Regions from separate parts of the Mus musculus genome. Here region 1 is linked to region 2. The links are chromatin contacts, called in public promoter capture Hi-C maps. All regions are on one chromosome and are shown on one strand. The core of a region is the stretch at or near the end of the contact, and the rest is flanking DNA. Distances in the headings are between cores, read along the strand shown. Region 1 holds the start of Ppp1r3b (protein phosphatase 1, regulatory subunit 3B). Region 2 holds the start of Mfhas1 (malignant fibrous histiocytoma amplified sequence 1).

Region 1 (6,485 bases), core at 966-3,465, 210 kb before region 2:
TCTCCCCCGACCCCATCTTCCCCTCCTTCCTTCCCTCCCTTCCTCCCTCCCCTCCTCCTCCTCCTCCTCCTCCTCTTCCTCCTTCTCCTCCTCCTTCTTCTTCTCTCTTCTCTCTCTCTCTCTCTCTCTCTCTCTCTCTCTCTCTCTCTCTCTCTCTCTCTTTCACTGAGTTCAAGGACAACCTGGTCTACAGAGTGAGTTCTAGGATAGCCAGGGCTACACACAAAAGCCTTGTCAAAAAAACCAAAAAAACCAAAAACTTAACAAAAAAAGTCAGTAAGTGGTGGTGCGTGCCTATAACCCAGGAAGGCTATGAGTTTGCAGCTAGCCTGTACTACAGGGTTAAGTTGGAGATCAGCTGGAGCTATGTAATAAGAGGCTGTTTCAAAACAGAAAGGGCGGGTGGTAGATTTGTTTGTTTTAGTGTGTTGACTTAACACTTTGTAAAGTTGGCAATCCTGTATCAATTAGCAACTTCCCAAATTTTCACTAGTCATTAAAGGTAGAAAACCATGAGCCTACCTCACTCAAGTGGCTGCTCAGGGCCATAGGTTTCCCAAGAGGAATCCTTGTTTCCTAAAGTGTTCAGACCCTGTATAGAACTCCAGGCTACTGTATGGACCGAAGTCAGGCTGTTTCCTAAACACACCCACCTTACTAATCCTCTCTCACCTGTGCAGTACTGTGAGCATGAGAGTCATGCTCTTCTGCCAGATAACATCGCTAAGGGAAAGATTTTGCTAGAGTAACAGCCACAAAAGCAAGATCCAGTGAATGCTTGGGACACTACTGCTGCAGATAAAATCAAAATGGGGAGAGAACACTTGCTTCTGGGCATTCTGAGAAGGTCATGGCCATCTGTGAACCCTGGGGCTTTTTGTCCTAAGAGGGCGGGAGAAGGAGGGGCCAAAGGAAAGACAACACTGCCTTCCACACTTGGGAGTCTACCATCTAGCTAGAACTTTGTTAGCAGTGGGGAACTTTGCACACAGCCTGTGCTCCTCAGTCCGTCTCTCTACAGCCGGACCTTCTACCGTAGGAAATCGCCTCCACCCCTTGGCATGGGTACCCCGGTTCCTGATGAAATTGTGACCCGCTGTCCCCTTCCCAGATCCTGGACTCCAGCCCTGTCACTCGCCACACACTGCAGATCACGTGGTAGAGTGCTGTTCGCCCCAAGTGTAGCTATTGGTCTGCGGCTCATGTCCCGGAAGCTCATTGGCTGAGTCCTGCGTTCACGTGGGGGTGGGGGTAAGGTGGTCTTGGATAGCACCCTTAGTGGGGAGAGGTGGCTGGAAAGTTAAAGTGAGCCACAGATTGCTGGAGCTGGAATCCAGAGTGCTGCAATCCAGTGAGCAGGTGAGAGGGCTGCTGTTGCGTGGACCAAGCCGAGTGCCTGCCCCACTTTTGCCGTCGTGGTTGCTGTCACTGTCACCCAGCTCAGATGGTGGGGCGGGCTGAAGGGTCTCCCCTCCGTACTCAAGAGTGGTACCGGGTACGTACCTCCTCAAGCCTCTAGTTCAAGGTCCAGAGCCAGGAAATCTGCGGTGAGGGGCACGCGGGGGAGTTCTCCGACACTTACCATTTGTCCCACTAACACTGACTCCCAGGTAGTAGAATCCCCTAGCTGGGCTCGGGTGGCTTGTCGCTTCAGCGTGCAGAAACATCTCAGGCACCGGAGCTGGGATGGAGCCTAGAGGGGACCCCCGAGATCCCTAAGCGAGTTAGCCTGCGAAACGTGTCCTGAACAGAAAGGATGTCTCGAGTCCTAACGTGGCACATCCCCAACCTGAGATGTGACACTTTGGAAGATAATTCTAGTTTTTTGTGGCAGAATCTGGAGTCCAAATACAAGCTCCCGGGGCTTCAGTTTCCCGTTACGAAATAGACGCGAGAAACCCGTGTCCCAGCCCTGACTCCATCAAGTAGTGCGGACCAGTCCCTACTACTCCCCACTTAGGTTCAGATCTCCTTTTGCTGCACACAGGCAAGAGGCACACGCTGTGTCGTCTCGGGTCTCGGAAGGCAATGGGCTCGAGGCGAGCTCCACCCGGGAACGGGGCAGCCCGCGTGGGGGTGCTCGCGAGGCGCTGCCCCCATCTGGGCTGTCCCGCCGCCAGGTCCCGCCCTGATGTGATAACTTGGGCTCCTCCTCCTTGTTCGTCTCCGGGAACTAAGCCCAGGCCCTACCCCCGGGACACCCCGACGCTCACGTAGTTCAGTGGCAGCAATCAACCCTGACACTTCTCTCAGGCTCTCCCATGAGGCCAGCGAGCAGCGGCCCCGGCTGCGGCGCCGCCGGGAGAGGTAGGTGCAGACCCAGTCTAAGCTGGGGCGAGGGCGGGTGCAGGCACACCCTGTGTCTGGTGGGATGGGGACTCGCTGACCTTCCCCCAGGGACTTGTTCACAGCTACCGTTTTGAACCCAGAGGAGAGGCTCTGAACCGGACGGCAGCTTCAGAACAGGGGATGGCAGGCCCACGGGGAAACAGAGAAAGTTGAAAAAGACTTGAGTGGGGGAACTTGCAGAGTTGCTGGAATGTGGCCCTGTCTCAGCTTGCGGGTCCAGGAGAAAGAAAGGCTTCTTCAGCCTAGGCAGGGAAGGAACTGGTCCCTTTGGCAAGAACGTCCAGGAGCCAGGGAGAAAGTAGAGACAGCTGAAGTAAACTAGGGCCATTTAGGGGAAAGTTAGTAGAAAGAGAAGCATCGGGGCCCTATTAGCAACCTTGAAGGTCAAAGCTGCAAGTGACCTCAGAAGAAACCCTTAAACCCGGAGAGTTCTTCGTTTGTTAAAGCTCAGCTGGGCAGAGGCCTTCTTAGGCCTGAGCTTCTTGCTGTCTTTGGCCCTTATTAGCTGGTGTGGGCTGCCTCATTCAAAGCTACCTGACTGCTCATTATGCGGCCCTATTCAAAAACATTTCTCTTCAAGGATTGAGGGGTGTATACATTAAAACTGTAATAATTAGGGTCTGTATACAAAAGGGGGCCAATGTCAACTTCATACATATAAAAGTATCAGCTAGACATTTGGGGAGAGAACCGAGATTTGCTGAAAGGGGGGGGGAGGAGTGGATGGTGGTGTCTTGAATTGGTTGAGGATATTTATCTAATGTAGTGTTGCGGTGGGTTATTGTTAACTTGGTTTTGACATCAGCGAGGAAGAGTTGCAGAAAGAAGGTCTCAGTCAGAAACTCAGTCGCTCAACTGCCTGAAGCTAGGCAGGTTGTGGGTTTTGGTTTTTTTTGTTTTGTTTTGTTTTGTTTTGTTTTTTGTTTTTTTTGGTTTTTGGTTTTTTTTTTTTTTTTTGGTTTTTTGTTTTTGTTTTTCTGTTCAGACTTGTCAAGCTTAAAAGAAATATTACTGGCCTTCTAAGGCTGGCAGCATCTTGAAAGACCACATTATTTCAGTAGGACACAGAAGGTATTTCTGCAAGCGTCCCAAACCTGGCCCAAGCTCTCTTCAGAGGCAGTTGACTTCTGAGGCACCCACGTGAAAGCAGGGTGTGTGATTGTTCTTGGGAAACAGCTCCTTAGGCTCCTGGGATCCTGTCCTGCAACTGTGTCCAGGTCCTGTGTCGCTTTACCGGCTCAAATGTGCATCGGTGGTCTCTGCTACTGCCTGTTTCCTCGGTAGAAGGAAAGCCTGGGGCAGTGTTGGAGACAGAATAAGGACTTCAGTACATACACGAGTGTGTGGCTGTGAAGATGTTTCCTCAAGCACCTGTCCAGCTGCCTTCCTTTAGGGGACTTAACTATTGGTGGACTGTCTCGGTTTCTGGAAAGTACTTCTAAGTGGCCATCATCACTGTCACAGTCCTGTTGAGACATCCATAGCTGAGAGTCAGGAAAGCTAAACTCACACAAGCACTTTACTACACCAGTTCTTGGATGAGCATGAGGTTAATAAAAGCTGGAATGTTCTGTGAGGACAACCCACTGCCACATCGCACCCTTGATAGAGGCCACAAGGGTAAATGTCCTTAACCTGTAATGATGATGATACCCAGAGGGAAAAAAAGAAGGGTTTCCAAGCCAGGACTGCTTACGCAATTCCGCAGGGCAGGAGTCCCAGTGGTAACTCCTGGGCTATCAGAAGAACCTCACTCACATTTGCCTCTCATGGAAGAATCTTGCAAAAAAAAAGTTCTTGAAAATGTTATTGGGACTGTCTCCTGAGCTCAGGCTCTGAATAGAAACTTGTCTCTCCACCGTCAATTCAGCTCGTTCTTACAGTTTAATAATAAAGGGAGCTGCCATGGTGAGTTTACATGCTAGGCTCCAATAGTACAACTTCACCAATGGCCTCAGCTCCCGAGCCTGCGGGACTAGAACACAAGAGTGTGCTCTCCTGGGTGGTAAGTGGGCAGCAGAGTCTTTAGCATGCTTTGGTATTCCGCCTCCACTTGAGAATTTCCCACCATTTTCTACCAAGCTGCTTCAGAGAAACCTTTCAGCATTTGCTAGGCATGCCTGAGGCTGGTCCCAGAGCTTGGAGGACCTGCAGAGGGACTCTAATCCTTGTGCTGACTCAAGTCAGGAGGAAGTAAGTGCCTAGCAGGGGTGAACACCTCTCCCCCATTCACTCCCAGCTTTTCAAGGGTGGGCAGTGGGGAAGTCGGGAATGTGGACCACATGCCATTATGCAACTGGTGTTCAGTTTTAATGCATATTTAAACAGAATAAGAAATACCTACCTTAAAGTTGAAAAGGGAAGAATATTTCTAACAACATTTTGCAGTGGATATGAATAACTCAATTTGTTAAGTTATGAATCCTTTAAAAAAAATTGAGTTGGTCAGCCCATTGATCGTGTGTAAAGCTAGTTCAGTTAGAGTTTCCCTCTCTAGGAACCGCCTTGTGTGTGCACAGCCCTGAGACCAGACCAGACCAGACCCAGCAAATTCTCTCTGGAGCTTTTTCTCTGGCTTACTTCCTTCACTGGAAGGGAAGTAGTGAGATATGGGCTTTGCGGGTACAAGCAGACCTTAGCCATGGCCACTTGGGAAAGTGCACAGATTCAGAGGCAAAACAAGATAACCAGGCTTCTTATACCCATAAGACCAATGCATCTTTAAAAAAGGAAAGGAAAAGAAAGGAAAGGAGAGGAGAGGGGAGGGGTGGGGGAGGGGAGAGGGGAGGGGAGGGGTGGGGGAGGGGAGAGGGGAGGGGAGGAGAGGGGAGGGGAGGAGAGGAGAGGAGAGGAGGAGAGAGGGAGGCTTGTTCTCTCCCCCCTTTTCTCGTTTTTTATTGTTTTGTGTTTGTTTGTTTGTTTGGTTTTTTTTTTTTTTTTTTTTTGGTTTTGTTTGTTTTTCGAGATAGGGTTTCTCTGTATAGCCCTGACTTTCCTGGAACTCACTTTTGTAGACCAGGCTGGCCTCGAACTCAGAAATCTGCCTGCCTCTGCCTCCTAAGTGCTGGGGTTAAAAGCGAGCGCCACCCGGCCAGATTTGAGATTTGAATCCAGGTTTGATCATCACTAGCTTCTTCAGCTGAGACCACTGTTAAGTGTCCTGTAAATCTGCCTTTGTAAGGAGAATAAAAAAGCAGACAGCTTTAGTGAGGTGTCAGAGCGGTTTGGAAAGTTTTCTTAAGCTTCGTTTTTTTCTTCCTGATCATAGAAGCAGTATTGTTTTAGAAGACATAAGGAAACACAAAGCAGGAAACACTTTAAGGAAGCATGTTATATGCATCGGTTGACATTTTTAACCTTAGAAATGGTCCCTGCTACCTACCCACAACACATACGTAACAAGGTTCCAGGCAGCCACAAGCCCCGAGTACTCTGAATTTCCTTTCTGCAGTATCCCCCCCACCCCCACCCCCACACAGCTCCAGAGGTCATCTCCCTGTTAAATGCCCAAGTGCCTCATTTACATAGCCGCTCTTGTGCTTTTGGGTCATAAAATAAAGTGAGCAACCTTGAGACTGCAACTGTCTGATACCCGAGATGGCTGAAAAAGTCCCTGATGGGCTGGTGGCAAATGGATACATCATGGCTATGTTGGCTAAGGGGCAATTGGCTCCTGAAGAAAGGAGTGGGCTGGCCTCATGTAGCTCAGAATGAATGGCGCACAATTTAAACTCATTAGTTGCTTACTCATGAAATTCTCATCTTAATATTTTTGAACCACAATTGACTACCAAGAGCTGATTCCATGGGAAACAAAACCAAGAGCAGACTGTGTCTCTACACAATTTCTATATCCATAATCTTTTCTCTCATATCTGGTATTTGTGTACAACTCTGTCTGCTCTTTTTCACATTAACAATACAAGAAAAAAAAAATAGCTAGGCACAGTGGCCCATGCCTCTAATCCCAGCACTCAGGAAGCAGAGGCAGAGGGAATGGCAGGCAGATCTCTGAATTTGGGGCTGGCTTGGTGTACATATCTAGTTCTAGGTTAACCAGAGTTATTTAGTGAGCCCTCTCTCAAAACCAAAAATACAGGCTGGAGAGATGGCTCAGAGGTTAAGAGCACTGACCG
Region 2 (6,815 bases), core at 1,799-4,298:
AGCCCTGAAAAGACTGTGCACCCTAAACTCTAGGCCAAGGCTCTATGCATGGGATGCTATCATACTCACAGAGCAGCTCAGTGGTGCTATTATACTCAGGGGCTACAGTGTCAGAGGAAGAAAGACAAGTTAACTAAAAGGCCTACACTTGGAAGGTTTTAGAAAGTCTGCGGATTGGATCCATGACGTTGGGTAAGGATCCAAGGCAAGAGAACTTCTGATAATCAGAATCTGTGTTTGCCAAACTGAGTCAGTTGTGTTAGGAAAAGGGAGATGGGAGAAACCTGCCATTTGCAGGATGTGGGAGTAACTATAGAGGCCCATATTCTACATACCTAAATATATAAATGTGCTAGTATGTATGTGTGTATATATGTATATATGTATATGTGTATATGTGTATATGTATATATATATATATATATGTGCATGCACACACACATATATGTATATATATACACACACACACAGATGTGGGTTCTGCTTGTCCTAACCTTAGTTTCATACACCAGTGAGAAGCCTTGTGGGCACACAGCTAGTAATGCCCCTTGTACAACCCTAAAATTGTTATGTTTATATATATATGTATATATATATGTATATATATATATATATATATATATAATTACACATGATTGATTCCCTTTAATGAGCACAAGGTACTACCTCATCCTATTTATGTTAATGGACTTACAAATAAAAACCTTGATCTTGGCTCACTCCAGGATCAATTAGCATGTCCGGATTTTATAATTTCTGTCAAAGCAGGACATCAGAGCGGGGTGCATGCGGGTGGAAGGGTGCAGGGGAGCATATGGTGGAAAGGTGCTTGTTTCATGCCACCTGGTATGTTAAAGAGGAAGTGGAAGGTATGATGTTTCACTAGTTTCTTTGAGAGCACAACCCAATGACCCAACTTCCTCTGGTTAGGGCTTATTTCATGTTTTGGCTACCTCCCAATAGTGACATGCTAGGGACTAAGACTTTTGTGTGGGGGCCATGGAGGAAATCCCAGTCACAAACTACACTGCTCTAGATCCAGATTGGAGGCTGCCGACACCTGAAATCTAAGGTCATATATAGAATGTTCTAGAATGTGGAGAGGGCATGTCCCTTAGACACAACAGAAAATTAACCACTTAGAATTGGAGCATAGGCTCAGGAGGTCAGGATGAGTATCCATGGCAGAAGTTATTTGAACTTAGTTCCTTCCTTCCTTCCTTCCTTCCTTCCTTCCTTCCTTCCTTCCTTCCTTCCTTCCTTCCCTTCCCTTCCCTTCCCTTCCCTTCCTTCCTTTTTTCCATTCCCTCCCTCCCTTCCTGCATTCCTTCCTTCCCCTTCCTTCCTTCCTTCCTTCCTTCCTTTTTCCATTTCCTTCCGTCTTCCTTCCTTCCTTCCTTCCTTCCTTCCTTCTCTTTTCCATTCCCTTCCTTCCTTTCCCCTTCTCTCCCTCCCTCCCTTCCCCCTTCCCTCCTTTCCTCACTCTCTTCCTTCCTCACTTCCTTCTTTCCTTTCTTCCTTTCTCCCATTACTTAAAATATTCTTTCTCCTGATTTAACATTTTAGTTTTTAGTAGCCTGGCTTTCAAAGAACTCCACGTTCTTCTTTGCTTGAAGAAGTTAATGTTACCATGACCTCACACTTTAAACCCTCTTGCTTCATTCAGTCCCTCAGGTGCTGCAGTGACAGGCCTGCAGGAACATGCGTAGCTTCAGGGGCTCTTGTACAGGCTTTTCCCAAGCTTGCTCAGTATGAACTTTGCTCCCAGAAGTCACCTTGCCTCTTGCCTCACATGCTGGAAACCCTGGGTTCAAACTCTAGAACTGAGGAAAAAAATCACTCTAGCCATAGGGATCTTTCAGGACTTTGCAAGTAGAGGATTGTTCCTTGCAGGCAAACTCACCTCCTTTATAGCCGGGGTGATAAGGGGCATGCCTAAAAGCTGACAGGTCCCAGGCACTACTCAGCTCTCTTAAGCAGATAAACAAAATGATCGATTATCTAATGACAAATGGAGAAGAGTTTTCTGAAGACAGTTACAATGGAAGGATAGCTTGTTTGCTTGCAAATTGAGTCTAATTTGTGTTGCCCTTATTATCGTGGTATGGAGCCAACTGCTGGAGCTTTGGCAAGCTATCAGTGACCACACCCTCGATGAAAGTGACTGTCCTTTTCAACCAGTTGTTGCCTGTCGGTGTTCCTCAGATAAAGTGATTAAGCAACTGGAAAGGAGTGGTAGAGGTGATCTCTGCGGTCTTGACAGGTTTCACGGCTTTGATAAATTCGGAGATTACTTGAGTATAGATATGATCTCAAACCAACTTCCTCTCAATGGAAACAAGCCCACACTGAACCCTGCAATAGCGAAAATGTGTCTGATAATACGGTCATTTCTTTGAATCCACAGAATACGGGGAATGTCGGATTCAAGATGTAGCATGTTGCATTCGGCTGTGGCGCTAAATGGGATAGTACAGACTTAAGACATCTTGCATGGCCTCCAACCCCCAGCCACCCACAACAGGCCTGAGATGTGCTGGCTCAAACCAGGGGAGCTGAAAACTAGGCTTCGGTTGACCTAGTACAAATAGTCCCCAATAACTAACTTATCAAATGGATTAAAAGGTTCTTTGCTTTTCCCCCATCTGCCTTTTATAACTACCCTCTTGTTCTAAGCTCCTTGGACACCCAGGTCCTTAAATTCTGCCGGCTCTATAGAGGTGTGGATGTATGGCGCATGGGAAGGATGAGCAAGAAAGCCAGCTAAATCCTATGCTTAGGGATGAATAAGAAATCCTTAGAGGCCAGGACCAACAAAGAACCTGATGCAGGAGAAACCAACCCGGAGACCCCGGAGTCCCACATCAGCTTTGAGGACCGCATCTGGTGCGCCTGGCGCAGGGCGAAGTCCACGTCGCCGGCCCCACTGTAGCTGGACCCCCCAAACCCCAAAGCCTGCGCTTACTTGCAACTCCCGCCCCAGGGGCGGTGCCGGGAACAAGCGGCGCCTCCGCCGGTCACGTGGGGGCCGCTCCACCGGGCGGCGCTGTAGCTTCCCGATCGCGCTCTCCAAGCGCCGGGGACGCGGCGCTCGCGCTCCCGCCCGAGCCGCGGGGAAACGGAGACAAGGAGACGCCTTCACCTCCGGCTCCCCGGCCCTGCGCCCGCAGCATGCCCGCCGCGGAGCCGAGCGCCGCCCTCCTCCTGCAGCTCGCGGAGGTGACGCCGCCGGCCTCCGGACCGCCGCTGCGAGGGTAGCGGGGCTGGAGTCGGCTACCGAGGCTCGGCGAGGCGGGCGGAGCTGGAGGAGGAGCAGGCATCCTCCGCGGCGCGGCGGGCGGCGGCCCTGCTGCCCGGCGCGCCCATGGCCCAGGAGCACGGAGAATGCGAGCCGCGCTGCGCGGCCGCAGCCCAGCTCCGAGCCGCTTGCCCGGAGCCCCTCAAACCTGCCTGCGTCGCTGCCGCCCGCCACCGGCTGCGCTAGGACCCACGGCCGCCGGCCGCGCAGGGGTGGTGGCCCGGGAGCAGCGGGAGCTAGAGGGCCCGGGGGCTGGGCGCCCGCCGGAGTCCAGCGCGGCATGCAGCTGCGGGCTCCGGTACCGGCGTGAGGGTTGTCGGCGCGGGGCCCCGCCATGGCTGGCCAGGACAGTGGCAACCTGAAGACGGTGAGGCTGTGGCGGGACGCCGCCCTGAGAGCCAGGAAGCTGCGGAGCAACCTGCGCCAGCTCACGCTCAGCTGCCCAGGGGCCGGAGGCGACCCACTGGAGTCCCCCGACGCCCCCCAGCTGGTGCTGCCGGCCAACATCGGGGACATTGAGGTGCTGAACCTGGGGAACAACGGCCTCGAGGATGTGCCTGAAGGTCTGGGGTCAGCTCTGGGCAGCCTTCGCGTCTTGGTCTTGCGCAGGAACCGTTTTGCCCGGCTGCCCCCTGCGGTGGCGGAGCTAGGCCACCACCTTACCGAACTGGACGTCAGCCACAACCGGTTGACCATCCTGGGAGCCGAGGTGGTGAGCGCCCTGAGGGAGCTGCGCAAACTCAACCTGAGCCACAACCAGTTGCCAGCCCTGCCTGCCCAGCTGGGTGCCCTCGCCCACCTGGAGGAGCTGGATGTCAGCTTCAACCGGCTGGCGCATCTGCCAGATTCCTTCTCCTGCCTCAACCACCTTCGGACCCTTGACGTGGACCACAACCAGCTCACCGCCTTTCCCCAGCAGCTGCTGCAGCTGGCTGCCCTGGAGGAGCTCGACGTCTCCAGCAACCGGCTGCGAGGCCTACCTGAGGATATCAGTGCCCTGCGTGCCCTCAAGATCCTCTGGCTTAGCGGGGCCGAGCTTGGCACGCTGCCCAGAGGCTTCTGCGAGCTGGCCAGTTTGGAGAGCCTCATGTTAGATAACAACGGGCTCCAGGCTCTGCCCGACGAGTTCAGCCGTCTGCAGAGGCTCAAAATGCTCAACCTCTCTTCCAACCTCTTCGAGGAGTTCCCTGCTGCGCTGCTGCCCCTGGCTGGTCTGGAGGAGCTCTATCTTAGTCGCAATCAGCTCACCTCAGTGCCCTCTCTTATCGCCGGGCTGGGTCGGCTTCTCACCTTGTGGCTGGATAATAACCGCATCCGGTACCTGCCAGACTCCATTGTGGAGCTGACTGGCCTGGAGGAGCTGGTGCTCCAGGGCAACCAGATCGCTGTGCTGCCGGACAACTTTGGCCAGCTCTCCCGGGTAGGCTTGTGGAAAATCAAGGACAACCCACTGATTCAGCCCCCTTACGAAGTCTGCATGAAGGGGATCCCTTACATCGCAGCCTACCAGAAGGAACTGGCGCATTCGCAGCCAGCCGTGCAGCCCCGGCTCAAGCTGCTCCTGATGGGCCACAAGGCTGCAGGAAAGACCCTGCTTCGACATTGCCTCACCGAGGACAAAGTGGAGGGAGGGCAAGGTGGAGGGGACAAGGAGAAGAGCTACCTACCTTTCCCTCCCCTTGGTAGTAAGGGCATCGAGGTGACCAGCTGGACAGCGGATGCTTCCCGGGGCTTGCGGTTCATTGTGTATGACTTAGCCGGTGATGAAAGCTATGAGGTGATACAGCCCTTCTTCCTCTCCCCTGGAGCCCTGTATGTGCTCGTGGTCAACTTGGCCACCTATGAACCTCGCTGCTTCCCTACCACCGTGGGCTCCTTCTTGCATCGGGTGGGGGCCCGGGTGCCTCACGCTGTGGTGTGTATTGTAGGCACGCATGCGGACCTGTGTGGGGAGCGGGAGCTTGAGGAGAAATGTCTGGACATTCACCGACAGATTGCCCTGCAGGAGAAGAACGATGCAGAGGGCCTTAGCCATCTAGCCAAGGTGGTGGATGAGGCCCTGGCTCGGGACTTCGAGCTGCGCTCTGCCAGCCCTCACGCAGCCTACTACGGTGTTTCAGACAAGAACCTTCGGAGGCGCAAGGCCCATTTTCAATACTTGCTTAACCACCGGTTGCAGATCCTCTCTCCCGTGTTGCCCGTAAGCTGCCGGGACCCCCTCCAATTGCAACGCCTTCGAGACAAGCTGCTCTCTGTAGCTGAGCACCGAGAAATCTTTCCCAACTTACACCGAGTCCTGCCTCGATCCTGGCAGGTACTGGAGGAACTGCACTTCCAGCCACCTCAGGCACAACGACTGTGGCTGAGCTGGTGGGACTCTGCCCGCCTGGGCCTGCAGGCAGGTCTGACTGAGGACCGGCTCCAGAGTGCTCTTTCCTACCTGCACGAGAGCGGCAAACTGCTCTATTTTGAGGATAGCCCAGCCCTCAAGGAGCATGTCTTCCACAACCTCACCCGCCTCATTGACATCCTCAATGTCTTTTTCCAGAGAGATGCTTCATTGCTGCTGCATAAACTGCTCTTAGGGACCAATGGAGAGGGGGAGGGGGAGGGGGAAAGTTTCCCCACTATAGCAGTGCCCAGCCCGGGTCAGGACCCACTCCGGGCCACCCAGCTTCATCATTATGTGGAAGGCTTTTTGCTGCATGGGCTTCTGCCAGCCCACATCATTCGGTTGCTGCTTAAGCCTCATGTCCAGGCCCAACAGGACTTGCAGCTCCTGCTGGAGCTGTTGGAGAAGATGGGACTCTGTTACTGCCTCAATAAACCCAAAGGCAAGCCTTTGAATGGCTCCGCGGCATGGTACAAGTTCCCATGCTACGTGCAGAATGAGGTGCCCCATGCAGAGGCCTGGATTAATGGCACCAACCTAGCCGGGCAGTCTTTTGTGGCTGAACAGTTACAGATCGAATATAGTTTTCCCTTCACCTTTCCACCTGGATTGTTCGCACGTTACAGTGTCCAGATCAACAGTCACGTGGTGCACAGGTCGGATGGGAAATTTCAGATCTTTGCATATAGAGGGAAAGTTCCCGTGGTGGTGAGTTACAGACCTGCCAAGGGGGTTCTGCAGCCCGACACCCTGTCCATTGCCAGCCATGCGTCACTACCAAATATATGGACCGCATGGCAAGCCATCACCCCTTTGGTAGAGGAACTGAATGTCCTACTTCAGGAATGGCCTGGACTGCACTACACTGTGCACATCCTCTGTTCTAAGTGCCTTAAGAGAGGGTCGCCAAATCCACACGCTTTCCCAGGTAGGCAGAGAGGGTGTTTGGGATTCTCTGACGGGTTGTCTTATGTTGTGTTTTGGAGGCTTTTGTTTCTCGTGTGGCAGGAGTGTTTCTGTAGTCTCATAGACTTTCCAGGAAAGCCTTTCAAGGTAAATGAAGGGCGGTCGGCCAGGTGAAATGCTGCCACGAGCATCATTCTCTTCTAATAGAGAGACTCAGAC

What was found. Capture Hi-C pulls out chosen DNA fragments and counts their contacts.
Region 1: a promoter capture Hi-C map of adipose tissue shows a contact between it and region 2. The contact joins the promoter of Ppp1r3b here to the promoter of Mfhas1 in region 2. A contact is called at or near these places in 6 of 484 Hi-C or Micro-C datasets (CD4 T cells, the HL-1 cell line, cardiomyocytes and 3 more), 1 of 115 datasets of contacts at active chromatin or transcription factors (memory CD8 T cells) and 2 of 9 other capture datasets (adipose tissue and liver).

The regions. Positions count from the first base shown.
Region 1 is chr8:35,374,447-35,380,931 of GRCm38.p6, forward strand. It overlaps Ppp1r3b (protein phosphatase 1, regulatory subunit 3B), which reads left to right and starts at 2,216. Exons shown (of 2, transcript NM_001364452.1): 1 at 2,216-2,307.
Region 2 is chr8:35,584,741-35,591,555 of GRCm38.p6, forward strand. Mfhas1 (malignant fibrous histiocytoma amplified sequence 1) reads left to right here and starts at 3,049. Exons shown (of 3, transcript NM_001081279.2): 1 at 3,049-6,618. The coding sequence starts at 3,633. It overlaps Gm16793 (predicted gene, 16793), which reads right to left and starts at 4,280. Exons shown (of 3, transcript NR_040376.1): 1 at 4,098-4,280.